2 separate regions of the Bos taurus genome follow, and region 2 is linked to region 1. A link is a contact called in public Hi-C data. All regions are on one chromosome and are shown on one strand. The core of a region is the stretch at or near the end of the contact, and the rest is flanking DNA. Distances in the headings are between cores, read along the strand shown.

What was found. Hi-C and Micro-C count contacts between places; a contact is called where the count stands out from the background.
Region 2: a Hi-C map of liver shows a contact between it and region 1, with 1.9 times the contacts expected there. The contact joins the enhancer-like site here to the promoter of IFI6 in region 1. A contact is called at or near these places in 7 of 11 Hi-C or Micro-C datasets (8-cell embryo, blastocyst, blood and 3 more).

Annotation. Positions count from the first base shown.
Region 1 is chr2:125,660,169-125,664,279 of ARS-UCD2.0, forward strand. It overlaps IFI6 (interferon alpha inducible protein 6), which reads left to right and starts at 2,029. Exons shown (of 5, transcript NM_001075588.1): 1 at 2,029-2,078; 2 at 3,484-3,587; 3 at 3,949-4,023; 4 at 4,110-4,111. The coding sequence starts at 3,515.
Region 2 is chr2:125,710,117-125,714,227 of ARS-UCD2.0, forward strand. No RefSeq gene overlaps it. Among named protein-coding and RNA genes, the nearest start is that of FGR, 23 kb to the left of the region's middle. Within about 2 kb of position 1,920, at least 6 of the 102 cell types and tissues checked have an H3K27ac peak or open chromatin away from gene starts, as enhancers often do. A contact at or near this core is called in blastocyst and liver, where this site is marked.

The DNA.
Region 1 (4,111 bases), core at 779-3,278:
CGACTGTCTGTGACCCCATGGACTGCAGCACACCAGGCCTCCCTGTCCATCACCAACTCATGAGTTTACTCAAATTCATGTTTATTGAGTCGGTGATGCCATCCAACCATCTCATCCTCTGTCGTCCCCTTCTCCTCCCACCTTCAATCTTTCCCAACATCAGGGTCTTTTCCAATGAGTCAGTTCTTCACATCAGGTGGCCAAAGTATTGGAGTTTCAGCTGCAGCATCAGTCCTTCCAACGAATATTCAGGACTGATTTCATTTACGATGGACTGGTTGGATCTCCTTGTAGCTCAAGGGACTCTCAAGAGTCTTCTCCAACACCACAGTTCAAAAGCATCAACTCTTCCGCACTCAGCTTTCTTTATAGTCCAACTCTCACATCCATACGTGACTACTGGAAAAACCATAGCTTTGACTAGACAGACCTTTGTTGGCAAAGTAATGTCTCTGCTTTTTAATATGCTGTCTGGGTTGGTCATAGCTTTTCTTCCAAGGAGCAAGCGTCTTTTAATTTCATGGCTGCAGTGATTTAATTTCATTTGCAGTGATTTTGGAGCCCAAAAATATACTGGAAAAAAACCTGGAATTATTTACTCCAAATATGGGTTGCATTCTAGTTCTTCAATCATCACCATCCAAAGGTTGAAAGAATGCTCAATCCAATACCTAGGGCCGGAAGACCCACTTTATGGCAAAGGATCTGAGACAATGGCCTCATGAACATGGGCTTCACTGGTGTTACTACATACCCATCAGCCAGAAGCAGCCAGGTTGAGAGAACAATGGAATGATTTCATTTCCACAAGCTTTAATCTCATCTGCAAAACACGATTATAAATAGTGACAGTACTTCTCAAGACTGTTGTGAGATTGGATATCTTTCCTGGACCTTGTGTGCAGCAAGTGCTCAATATATGACTTGTTTAGTCACTAAGTTGTGTCTGGGTCTTCCCCAGTGACTCAGTAGTAAAGAATCTGCTTGCAATCCAGCAGATGCAGGATATGCAAGTTCAATCCCTGGGTCAGAAGATCCCCTGGAGGAGGGCATGGTAACCCACTCCAGTATCCTTGTCTGGAGAATTCCATAGACTGAGGAACCTGGTGGACTACTGTCCGTGGGGTCTCAAAGAATCGGAAACAACTGAAGCGACTGAGCACACACGCATGCAAGTCATACTTGACTCCTTTGTGATCCCATGGACTGTAGCTCACCAGTCTCCTCTGTCCATGGGATTTCCCAGTATTCCCAGAATACTGGAGTGGGTTGTGATTTCCTTCTCCAGGCAATCTTCCCGACCCAGGGATCAAACCCGAGTCTCCTGCATTGCAGGTGGATTCTTTACCTCTGAGCCACCAGGGAAGCTCTTCAATAAATGGTAGGCATTATTATTAATTCAATTAAATTGTGAGAGACTTTCTGCCTTAGGAGGAACTGGTGGTCTGGCTTCACTAAGCCCAGTAGGACTGTGGATCCCAGTCTAGTTTGACCTGCTTTGAATACTTTGAGCTGTTCAGAAAGTCTCCAGCTTGAATTACATCTTTTAGCTACTAGGCAGCTCAGCAAAGGGAGAAGACAATGGCACCCCACTCCAGTACTGTTGCCTGGAAAATCCCATGGATGGAGGAGCCTGGTAGGCTGCAGTCCATGGGGTCGCTAAGAGTCAGACACGACTGAGTGACTTCACTTTCACTTTCCACTTTCATGCATTGGAGAAGGAAATGGCAACCCACTCTAGTGTTCTTGCCTGGAGAATCCCATGGATGGAGGAGCCTGGTAGGCTTCAGTCCATGGAGTCGCACAGAGTCGGACACGACTGAAGCGACTTGGCAGCAGCAGCAGCTCAGCAGAGATGCTGTCCCTGAGCAGAACTGGAAGGGAGGAGAAAAGATGCTGCAGGGCGCGAGAAACTGAAACAGGAAACTGAAACTAGAAACTCTGATGCTGATTGGCCACTTAGAGGCAATCTGAAAGGGCTATAAAAAACCAGCCTGAGGACTGTTACTTCACTGCTGCTTCCTTCCAGCAGCAGGCTCCATCCAGGCAGGAAGATTCTTTCTCTGCTCTCCTCCAAGGTAAACCCAGAAGCTATAAGGTGTGGGTGTCAAGCTGCCAACCTCTGCCAGGCTGCCTGCCTGGGAGCCTCATTCCATAAGAGCTAGAATGCCCATTCCTCAGGGAGGCTACATTCCTGACTGCCTTGGACTAAGACTGGTCTGAAGGGATGGGTTGGTGGGCTTTTAGGGGCTTGGGTTGCAAAACCCAAAGAGTCGTGAGATTTAGCTTATAGGTGCCATGTCAGCGGTCTATGGCCTTAACCCTGTCACTTCATTTCTCTGGGCTTTAGTTCTGTAAACATGAGGATCAAGCTACTCCACCTGCCCAAAGGACTGGATGATTTCTGAAACCCCTTTATTATAGGCTCTAAAGTGATGGTGAGTTTATCTTTGAGGATAGATGTAGTGATTGGAAGCAGATGTTCAAAGTGTGGGTGTGGCATCAGTTATCTGTGGCTTTAAATCTTGACTCTGCTTCTTCCTAGCTGGGTAGGTTCAGAAGTATCCCTTTTCTGAGCTTCAGTTTCCTTATTTATAACATGTGGTTGAGAACAATGGCACCTACCTCATGAGGTTGTTATAGGTATAATTAACCTTGTGCCATAAAGTGCTGAGTAAGTGCTCAGTCCAGGGGAAGTTTTGGGGGATTTCTGCTTGTTTGTTTTTATTTCAAGGAAAACGCATTGAATAGACAAAGATCACATTAAAGGTAAACTGTGGTGGGGGCAGGGAACTGTGTTTCTATTTTGTGGTATAATGGAAAGAGCGTAGGTTTTGGATTCTGACGGTCTTGAGTGTGTGTCTAGGCTGCAGGATTTGGGTGTGACCTTGGGCAAGTTCCTTTACCCCTTTCTGCTTTCTGAAAAATGAAGTTAATCTGAGGCAGTATTTGGTGCCTGTACATATTCAATGCATTGGAAGAATAAATCTATCAACAACCATTGTTTAGAAAATCCTATGTGACAGGTACTGTTCTAAATGCTAGGGATCCAGGGGTGCACAGTTGCAAAAACCCACAGCCGCCCCCTAAAAGAGGCTCTATTAACATCCCCACTTTAGGGTTAAAGAAACTGAGGCTCAAAGAAGTCCCAGGCATCCTGCTTAAGGTCACACATCCAGAAAAAAGCCAAGTACAAAAACCACAGTAAGGATACTAGCTGACTTCTGGTGAAGTACATGCCAGGCATAGTACCAGAAGGGGATTCTCTCCTGTAATTCTCACGACCAATAGAGTGGCAGAAACATCAGCGCCGCTGGTGCAGCGAGGAAACGAAAAGCCTGCGGCTCCTTAGAGGGGGTCCTGGGCTCAGTTCAGAGCATCTTGCTGCTTTTTGTGGACTCATCCTCGAATCGAAAGGGAATTACCACCGAACGGGCGTGGTTCCAATAAGGGGACCGTCTCTTTCCTCTGCCCCTAACCCAGATACGGTGACAAAGCCTTGAGCTGCGCCACCATGCGGCAGAAGGCGGTATCGCTCTTCCTATGCTACCTGCTACTCTACACCTGCGGCTGCTGCGAGGAGGAAGGTAAGGATCTTGGGGCACCTAAGGATAAAGAAGCGGAGAGTTTCAGGATCCCTCGTTTAGAGACTCAGGCATGCCTCTGAATGAGAGGAGCTATTCCAATGGACAGCGCGGGGTGGGGGTCGGGGGCTCCCTGTAGCCAGAGTCCCAGGTTCTAATCCCTTCTCTGTCCGTTGGTCCATTCTCTCGAAATGTATTCAAGCCAGTTCTGTGCCAGGCCCAGCGACCTGGGAAAAGCCGCTATCCTTCACTGAGGAGCTCCAAAATGTGAGGATGGTGGTCCTACCTGTCCGGGTGGTCTGGAGCTTCTGGCACAGAATAAGGGACCTTGCTCCCCACTGGGCTTTGTCCATTCTCCTTCCAGACGAAAAAAGATACTCAGAGGAAAACAGCGACTCGAGCTTCTGGGGCATGGTGACCTACATGGCCGTTGGAGGCGGTAGGTCTGCAGGGTGGGGAGCGCGGGAAGACGCGGGCGGGCCCTGCAGCCGGCGTCCCTCACCCACCTCCCTCCTCTTCCTCCAGGA
Region 2 (4,111 bases), core at 670-3,169, 50 kb after region 1:
ATTGACTAATGCTGGGTGTTTCACATGCATCATCTAATTCGAGCCTCACCATGAGGCAGTGCAGAAGTAGGATTATTCCCGTTTTACCAAAGTGGAAACAAAGACTCTGAAAGGCCACAACGCTTGCTCAAGGTCACTCAGCCGGATGATAGAGTCAGGATTTGAACCCAGATTTGTGTGACTTCAGAGTCTCAGGCATCCCTCTGTGTCTCATTCCCTTATTTGATGGAACAGCATGGGAAAGTGTGATACTAACCCAGAGTCAAGCCCAGGGAGGACATACTGCAGACTGGGGGTGGGGGTAGCCCCACATGTGCCGGACTGTTTTCATAAAAGAGCCGACTCATTTATTAATTTTACACACATCTACTGATGTCTCCTGTAGGCTGGTCCTGACCAGGAGGCAGAACAGTAAACAATTACAACACTTAGGGGCAAGGTCAGTCTGGAGGCCAAGGGAGACTTCTTGGAGGAAGTGAAAGAAAAGTCTGCCTGATGAAGCAGCCAGAGGGTGAGATCATCTCCCACTGAGGGAATAGCTTGTGCAAAGGTCCAGAGGTATTGTAGAGCAAGGTCAAGTCAGGCAAGTATAAATAATTATATATGGGAGGGTTGAGGCAAAGGATGAGGCATGGAAGAAGGAGGTTGGAAGGCCAGAGACAAAAGATACTGGGGGGTCAGGAAAACAAGGGTTATGATCCCTGAGTTGAGAAAAGTCAGAGAGAAAAAGTCTGGGTGGCCTAGGACATATTGGGATGAGTCTATTCTGGATTCCACTGCTCCGGTACTGAGCTGGGTGGACCCACTATCCACTCCAGGAGTTCTCTCCCAGGTACCATATCAAAGTCTCCCTCCCACTCCGGGAGATACACACACCCACCCACCCACCCACCCCTGGATGGTCTTGCAGTGATGTCTGTACTCTCTCTAGCGGCCATTCTGGGCACTACATCCAACACTGCAGGAAACTTTCTGGGATAGAAGAAACCTTCAGAACCTTCCCATCCTCAGGATGGGAGAGACAGTCATTCGGTACAGTTTACGCTCTCAGAAAGCTCACAGTTTACTGGTGGTGAGTGTGAAGGGCACAGGCAAAGCAGATGTTGGAGATCAGGAGAGGGTCCTAACCCAGTTGGGCAGGGGGACATCTTCTCACAGGAGGTGTTACTGGAGACTTGAAAAAGGAATAAAAGTTTGCTTGATAAAAGCAAGAGAGGGGCATCCATACTTGATAGAATTGAGTAGCTCAGAGGCAGGAAATGGGACTGTGAAGAGAGTTAAAATTAAGTAGCTGTGATTGGAGTGAAAATTTTGAGGGGGATCTGTGGCTAAAGATGAAGATGGTGAGGTCGGCAGGGGTTGTCTGCTGTGTCCTCAAGCTAGGATTCCAAACCTTGCGTCACAGGAAGTCACTGAAGAGTTCTGAGCTGGGGAGTAAGAGAGTCAGATTCACTTTCCAAAAGGAACCCACTGGTGGCCCACACGGAGGAAGGCCAGGTGGGAAGAGGTGGGAGAGGAACACCCTTCTTGGACACAAAGAATCACACCAGGTCACACTCATAGGAGGACACAGAGCTCTGGGCAAGCCTGTGAACTAGACGTAGAGCACAGATGACGACACCTACAGACTTGTCAGTGGGACCCCAGGCTGAGCACCCAGACAAACACACACATACTGACATACACGCAAACCCAGAGCTCAGGACCTCGAACCAGAAGGAAGCCGAGGACACGCATTCACTCCCAGTCACAGGCTGACAGTGAGACCGAGCACACTGATGGACGCAGGAATTCACCCGCATGTACTGTGTGGCTGTCAAGGGCTCTACCCTGCCCCGCCCCACCCCCACCCCCGGTCCCTCACCACCTCCGGCAGGAACAAAGCTGACCTTTGCCCCCTGGCCTCTGGCCTCTCCTCCCACACCCCCTGCCCAGAGGGAGGAGCTGTTTGAAGTCTGGGCTGCAGCTGGGGTTTCCTGTTGCCTGGAGGAATGTGGGAGGACTTTCAGGGAGGGGTGAGTGCAGGGAGGCCAGCACAGGAGGAGGGATAATGGAGACCTGGGGGCCTTGGTTCCCACTGTACCACAGTGAAGGAGAGCTTCCTGCTTCCACTGTCTCTGGGGCCTCAGCTCTGAGCTGTTCCCATCCAGAGGAGGGGAAAACCAAGGCCTCAATGGCTGCAGTCCAACGGGCCTCTTGTTCCTGGATCTGTAGCTCAGTGGTTCAGGACAGGCCCACCACCTCTTTGGGCCTCAGTTTCTCCTTCTAGGGACTAGGTTGAATTCCTCTGAAACAATCCAGACCTTTCCTGGGGATAGCTCCAAGAATGAGGCCAGCCCCAGAACTTCTGTAGTCAGGGAGGGCGGTGCCCATTCCTACCCAAGGCTCACTTCACTCTGCCCTTTCCAGGAGCTCCAGGGATGTGGCTCCAGGCTGCTGTGACCTCAGTTACTGTTATTATTATTATTATATGGCTCAGTAATCCCTCAGCACGCCTGTGCCAGTTTTTCAAACTGCTTTCATATCCATGTGTTCAGTAAATCTTCTCAACAGCCTTGCCTGTAATACAGAGAAGGGGTTACTCTCAGTTTTACACATGTGGAAATGGAGACTCGGAGAGTTAAGGACACGCAAGCAAAAGCCGAATCAGAACCAGGTCTGGAGAATTCCCTGGCTGTCCAGTGGTTAGGACTCCACGTTTCCACGGCAGGGGGTCCAGGTTCAATTTTGGGGGAAGGGAACCAAGATCCTGCAAACTGTTCAGCACAGCTGAAAAATAAAAAGAACCAGGTCTGCCTGCTTCCTATTCCACATGCCCTCCAAACTCTTAGGCCCCACAACTTTTAGCCCCTCTGGACTCTCACTTCTATTTCCTAGGTCTAGCTACATAACACCTTCTGCTTACATCGAGACAAAAGTGGTTGCAGTGAGCTGAACCTAGAAAGGGATGATTTAGGTTCTTCCTGTCCTTCAAGTCTGCTTTCTCTGGGAGTTTACAGGTACCCTGCCCAGCCTGTGGCTACTCCAGATGCTGTTTTTAAAGACCAGGTAGCCCCCAGTCCATCCTAAAGGAAATAGTCCTGAATATTCATTGAAAGGACTGATGCTGAAGCTGAAACTCCAATACTTTGGCCACCTGATGCAAAGAACTGACTCATTTGAAAAGACCCTGATGTTGGGAAAGATTGAAGGCAGGAGAAGGGGACAACAGAGGATGAGATGGTTGGATGGCGTCACCGACTCAATAGACATGAGTTTGAGTAAACTCCAGGAGTTGGTGATGGACAGGGAAGCCTGGTGTGATGGACAGGGAAGCCTGGCCTGCTGCAGTCCTTGGGGTTGCATAGAGTCGGACACCACTGAGCTGAACGGAGACCCCTTCGGACTAGGCTGGTAAACAGATATAGCAATTGGACACTAGGTGGCAGCAGCCACCCACAGGAAGACTTTGCTTGAGTTTGGGGAGGACCCCCGCCCACCCTCTCCACAATACAATTTAAAGAGGCTCCAAGAGAAAGACCAGTTCCCAGATGACTGGGAAACCCTGTAGTGCTTGGTTTCCAGCAATGCCCAACACCTTGGGGGCTAAGAACACCCAGCCTCCCTGGGAAGGAGGCTGCTCAAGCAGCCTGGGGTGGGAGAGTGTGCATGGACAACCCTACCTAAGTTCTATTCCCCTCTCACTTACAGAGCCATGGGCCCTACTAATCTTGGCCCCTGTACCTCATCACCTAATCTCTCCCCTCCCGTGTCTTTCCCAAACTCCTCTTCATCCCTCTCCACCTGGGGCTCCCTATCTCCCAGAAGCCATCCTGTATTGCCCCCCAGTTCCTGCCTCAAACTTGATTCAGCCTAGGTGGGGTCTTCATTCCCTGGGGCAGAGCCTAATACGTAAGGATGTTGTGAAGGTGTAAAAGAAAAGGGAACCTGGGCCTCTCCTAGCCTCCCCAATGCTAAAGTCTCACCGGTGGGGGACCAGCTGGGGCAGGATGCCAAAGCCTCATCTATTTGTGATAACTTTAGGTCAGGCTTGGGAGCTGCAAAGGGCCCCTAACAACTTTAACCATTGCTTTCGTTAATATCTGATCTTACAATGGTCTCCATTTAATTG